Regions from separate parts of the Arachis hypogaea genome. Here region 2 is linked to region 1. A link is a contact called in public Hi-C data. All regions are on one chromosome and are shown on one strand. The core of a region is the stretch at or near the end of the contact, and the rest is flanking DNA. Distances in the headings are between cores, read along the strand shown. Region 1 has its middle 3.8 kb from the start of LOC112779407. Region 2 holds the start of LOC140182344.

What was found. A called contact is a pair of places that touch in the nucleus more often than the background predicts.
Region 2: a Hi-C map of an unstated tissue shows a contact between it and region 1, with 3 times the contacts expected there. The contact joins the promoter of LOC140182344 here to the enhancer-like site in region 1. A contact is called at or near these places in 5 of 8 Hi-C or Micro-C datasets (leaf and an unstated tissue).

Annotation. Positions count from the first base shown.
Region 1 is chr19:127,301,678-127,304,675 of arahy.Tifrunner.gnm2.J5K5, forward strand. No RefSeq gene overlaps it. Among protein-coding and RNA genes, the nearest start is that of LOC112779407, 3.8 kb to the left of the region's middle. Within about 2 kb of position 1,619, at least 1 of the 3 cell types and tissues checked has open chromatin away from gene starts, as enhancers often do.
Region 2 is chr19:127,353,496-127,356,493 of arahy.Tifrunner.gnm2.J5K5, forward strand. It overlaps LOC140182344, which reads right to left and starts at 1,589. Exons shown (of 1, transcript XM_072228512.1): 1 at 1,056-1,589. The coding sequence starts at 1,589. The coding sequence ends at 1,056.

The sequences.
Region 1 (2,998 bases), core at 369-2,868:
AATTTATTTTAGTATGTAGATAGTATTTTTGAAATAAAAAATAATACAGAATAAAATGAAACCGAAAAAAAAAAAACTTAGTCTACACTATGATTTTTAAGTTATTTTCTTTTGTTGAAAAAACATGAGAAGCTAAGTAATAAAATATCATGAGAAAAAAACTTAAGCATTGAAAATGATGTGAAATAAACAAAGTAGTAATCGACTTATATTTTTTCTAAAGTACCATTTCCAGGATAAATTATTTTTATCTAAAAAACCCTTTTAATTCAAATAAGTAATATGTTATCCTTTTACGAAAACAAAATTTTAAGAAATTATTTTTAAGAATTAATCCTTATATTTTTATATATATAATTATAAAATTAATTATTGTTTTTATTAAAAAACTTTATAAAAAGGATTAAAAAAACTTTTTTTCAAAATTCAATCCAACTCACTTTTATTCAATTATTCTGGCTAGTTATATTCTACAATTTCTTCCCCGGAATTGTAACCATTGTATTATTGAAGTTGGTTTACTTTTTTTATGTTTTTATGAGCAATTTTGTTTAAGATTATTTATAAACTCCTTCTTCTAAAAAGAGAAAAGTTTTATTTAATAGAGTTGTAAAATTATTGTCATTTTTATCATATTGTTCGTCAGTGTATTTACATATCTTATAATTAAATTTGTCAATTTTAATATATAATATTTTTTATTTTGAACACCTACAAATCAATAAAACTAATCCAAAACGATCTTGATAATTAGTAACAAGATTAAACGTCTCTCTACACAATTTGTCTCATAAATAATATTTTGTTGACCCACATCCTAAACTAAGAGATAATCTCTCCAAATAGCAAATAATTCCTCTTTAAGAATACTATTACTCTCGATCATTTTCAAACATCCCCTTTGTCAACACTCATTACAATCTCTAACAATACAAACAAAACGAACACTATCATCAGAAGCAGGATAACTGGCATCACAATTAATTTTAAAAATACCTATAAATAATAGAGTATATTCTAAGAACCACTTAAAATAGAGAAAGAGACATACGTTGTAATTCAAAAATACTCATAAATTCTTTGTTTAAAGTTAAAGTCAGACAAAATTAATATTATTATAAAAAAAATTCAAAGACTAACAAAATTTATTTTTTTATCAGCATTTTTAATTATTAGATTAATTCTTTTAGTATAATAATCTAATAACATAATTTTAACTCATATATTTAAATATTACTAATTAATTATTAATCAAAAATAATAAATTCTAATATCCATCTAATATTTTTTTTGTTATTATTATTATTTTCATTTTTGACCAAGTGGTTTGTTGGGTGAAAAAACTAGAAATCGCTTCGTACAATTCATTGTACTGATTGTTATATACTTATATGCATTTACAAGTGGATCGCAATGATGAACGAAGTATAATATGAACAGAACATTTTGACCTACCGTTCATACGTCATATATATGCATCAATAATTCAATATGAAGTAAAGTATGCTAACACGCTCTATATTTTACATGAAACACTAAATTAATGTTGAAGGTCAATGAGAAAACTTGTCCAACATAATGTTGCAGCTGCATGCGCTGCGTATTTGAAGGTTTGAAAAAACCAAATTGGATGTGATATATTATATACTTGCCTTGCTCCAAATGGTTATCTAAATTGTCCTACTTAGCTACCGCAGTTTTTTTTTTAAATTTTAGGGATAAGTATTGTTTTGGTCCTTAACGTTGAACGTCAGAATCGAAATCGTCCCTAACATAATTTTTTATTTAGAATCATCTTTAAAAAAATTTTTCGTGTTAAAATTGTCTTTTTTGATAAAATTTTTTATTTTATTACTAAACTACTTCTAATCTAATAAAAAAATTATAAAATTAAAAAAAAGGACACGAGAGAAAGGGGAGGGGAAAGGACGCGAGGGGTGGGGGGTGGAGGAAAAGGGGAGAAGGGGAAGGGGAGAGCCCTGGCATTCCAGTGCCGTCGTCGCCTTCACCGCGGGTCTCCACCGCCGCTTCTTGCCATCACTGCCACCTTTGGGTCCTTCGCCACCGAGCACGAGCAGCGAGAGAGGAGATCTGAGAAAGAGAGAGGGAGTGCCCGTGGAGGGGGGGGGGAAGCCGCTGCCATAGCCGCCGCCACCATCGCGACACCCACATCGTTGCTAGTCCGCCCACGAACCGCTGCCAGAACCGCAAACAGAGGAAGACGTCGCCGCCGTTCATGCATGCTTCTGCCGCCGTCGTGGAGTGCGTCGCCGGGAAGGGGAGCCCGACGCGAGGAGGGCGGCGCGTGACGGAGAGATAGGAATCTGAGGCTGAGCTGGGTTCCTACTACCGCCGATCTGCCCAGCCGCCGTCACTCCGTCGCCCACGAGTTGCCGGTGGTTCTGCTTCGGCTTCTGCATCTGCTTCTTCTTCTTGCTTCAGCTTCTACTCGTTGCTTTGGCCTTTGCTTTCTACTTTTGCTTGAGCTTCTGCTTGAGTTTCTGCTTCTTGTTGAATTTGTGCTTCTGCTTGTGTTGATTTGGCTTTGTGCTTAAGCTTCTGCATCTGTTTCTACTTCGGTTTCTACTTTATGCTTTCTGCTTCTGCTTGTGTTGATTTGGCTTTGTGTTTGAGCTTCTGCATCTGTTACTGCTTCGATTTCTGCTTTCTGCTTCTGTTTGTGTTGATTTAGTTGTTGAATTTGTGTTGATTTCATTGATGTTATTCTTGGTGGTGGAGGTGCTGGTAGTGGTGATGGTAGTGGTGCCGGTAGTGGTGGAGGGTATTTTTGTCTAAAAAAAATTAAAAAGACGATTTTAATACGAAAAAACGTTAAGGATGATTCTAAATAAAAAATTATATTGGGGACGATTTCAATTCTGACTCTCAATGTTATGGACTAAAACAATCCTTATCCCTAAATTTTACTTTAGTTTATTAAAGCATGCTTCCACTTATTAATTATTATTAGAATTTATACATCATCATGTTCCAGGTA
Region 2 (2,998 bases), core at 339-2,838, 52 kb after region 1:
GGAAACTTTCCTCACAAGCTTCTGACCATTGAAACTTTATATTCTTCTAAGTTAACTTGGTTAATGGTGCAAAAATTCTTGAGAAGTCCTTGATAAATCGCCGATAATAGCCGGCCAACCCTAGAAAGCTATGAATTTCCGTCACTGTAGTAGGCCTTTGCCACTTCTGAACGGCTTCAACCTTCTTTGGATCCACCATGATTCCATCTTTTGATACCATATGCCCCAAAAATGTCACTTGATCAAGCCAAAACTCACATTTAGAAAACTTAGCATAAAGCTTGTGATCCTTTAAGGTTTGTAACACAATCCTCAAATGATACTCATGCTCTGTAGCACTTTTCGAATACACCAAGATATCATCGATGAAGACGATAACAAAGCAATCTAAGAAAGGTTTGAAGACTCGTTTTATTAAGTCCATGAAAGCTGCAGGCGCATTCGTCAGACCAAATGACATTACTAAGAACTCATAGTGCCCATAGCGAGTACGAAAAGCAGTTTTTGGAATGTCTTCCTCTTTTATCTTCAATTGATGGTACCCTGAATGCAGGTAGATTTTTGAGAAACAGGTAGCTCTTTGAAGTTGATCAAACAAATCATCATTCCTTGGCAATGGATACTTGTTGCGAACAGTTATCTTATTGAGCTGACGATAATCCACACATAGTCGCATCGTTCCATCTTTCTTCTTTACGAATAGAACAGGAGCTCCCCACGGAGAAGTGCTAGGACGAATGAATCCTTTTTCTAGCATATCTTCCAATTGAACTTTTAATTTTCGTAACTCAGTTGGAGCCATATGATAGGGAGGAATGGACACAGGTTGGACTCTCAGAGCTAATTTTATGGAAAATTCAACTTCGCGGTCAGGTGGCATCCCCGGTAGCTCATCAAGGAACATGTCAGGGAATTCTCTAACAATAGGAACCTGATCAGGACTAGGCACTTCAGCATCTACATCTCTAACAACTGCCAGAAATTCTTGGTTTCTCTTATCCATCAATTGCATAGCACTCATAGATGAGATGATTCTAGCTAAGCTGGGACAATCATCACCCCTTAAAAATAAAAGGTGAGATACCCGGTATGTCAAACTTCACAGTTTTGGTGTAACAGCCCACATCAACATGACAAGCTGCTAACCAATCCATGCCTAAGATGACATCAATATCTTCCATTGGTTCTAAAAGGATCAAATCAACTAAGGTTTCAACCGTATTAATTCTAACAATACAAGACCGAAACACGACTCGAACCACCATGGAGACTCCAAGTGGAGTGCCAACATGAAATGGGTGGGATAATAGTTCAGGTTGTTTATCGAAACAAGATGCAAGATGTGGAGATACATATGAATAATGAGAATCCGTATCAAATAACACTCGAGCATCTAAAGAACAAACTTGTAAAGTACCTGCCACCACAACATTAGAAGCTTGAGCATCTTTACACGTTAAAGCGTACACACGTGCCTGACCTCTTCCTCTTTTGCTCCCTCCTCTGTTATAAGTCTGACCCCTGCCACCTGCTCCTCTACCACTAGGACCAGAAGAATTTCCAATAGACATAGATGAAGATGATGGCATTGGTATTGTAAGACGTGCAATACCTGGAGCAAAGCCTCCTCTAGCATTTGGACAATCTCTCCTAAGATGACCAGATTGACCACAACCAAAACATGCTCCAGTAGCCTTAAAACTTATACCAGAATGGTAACTCCCACACTGATGGCAGTAGGGCTGAGCTGGTCTTGTCTGATTTGAACCCTATGCACTAGATTGAGGGGTGGCCTTAACAAAAGGTCTGGGACTCGAAACACTCATGGGAGCAGATCCAGAAGAAGCAACCCCACCAAAAGATGTTTGAGGACGAGCTCGATAACCCAAATAACCTTGCTGATTAGTCTGACCATGATGAAACTGAAATCCTCCTGAACTAGATCCACCAGAAAATTGTCCCTTCATCTTAGGCTTCTTACCAACATCCTTAAAAGCATTTCTCTCCGCTATCCCAGCTTCAATTCCATAAGTAGAGTTTAGGACATCCTTAAAAGACATGCGTCCGACTTCAGACATAAGAGTAGTGAACATAGGTTTTGCCAACCCACGAACGAACCGACGTACTTTCATCTCTTCTGAATTTACCAGGTATGGAGCACTCTTAGAAAGTCTATTAAACTCCTTAGCATACTCGGTCACAGTCATATTCTCTTGCCTTAATCTTTCAAAGGTAATTGCATCCTCTGCTTGCTTGTTAGCCAGATAAAACTAAGCGAGAAACTCTTCAATGAACTCTTCCTAGGAAGGAGGAGGTAATTCAGCTGCTTCTTGGCTCTCAAGAAGAGATTCACACTAATATCTTGCCGAACCACGCAAGTTGTAGGATACTAACTCAACAGCCCATTCCTTGGTACACTTGAGAGCTCAAATAGCTTTCTTTGCATCCTCTAGATATTGTTGTGGATCTTCATCCAATGAATCTCCATTGAAAGTGGACGAATCCAACTTCAAGTACTTCTCAATTGGCGGCTCTTGATTCCCAAAGAATTGATGAACCCTATGAGGCTGAGGATTTGGCGCATTAGGAAGTCTCGCTTCACCCCTATTTTGATTTGTTAGGACCTATAACACCGCATTAAGAGTTTGATTCATTCCCCTCAATTCAGCTGTCAAGTCTGCTTGAGCCACTCCTACTGCGGGGTTTTCTTGAACTCCCTCACGGAGTATCCTTTCTCCGCGTCTATCAGCTATTCTTTGGCTCCTTGGTCTTTGTCGAAGGGCTCCAAGTGGCAGAGAAACTGCCCTATTGGATTCAGCAGTATCAGGAGCATTAACAGCTCCACCACGTCTTTTCTTAGGTGGCATCTTTCACCTATTGAGTAAATAAAGTGATTGGATCATCAACGACATATGTATATGGAGTTCAAACACAATAGGATAGATAGAAAGAATTATGAGACAAAAAGATTGAGGAAAACTTCCTATAGGCCTCTAGT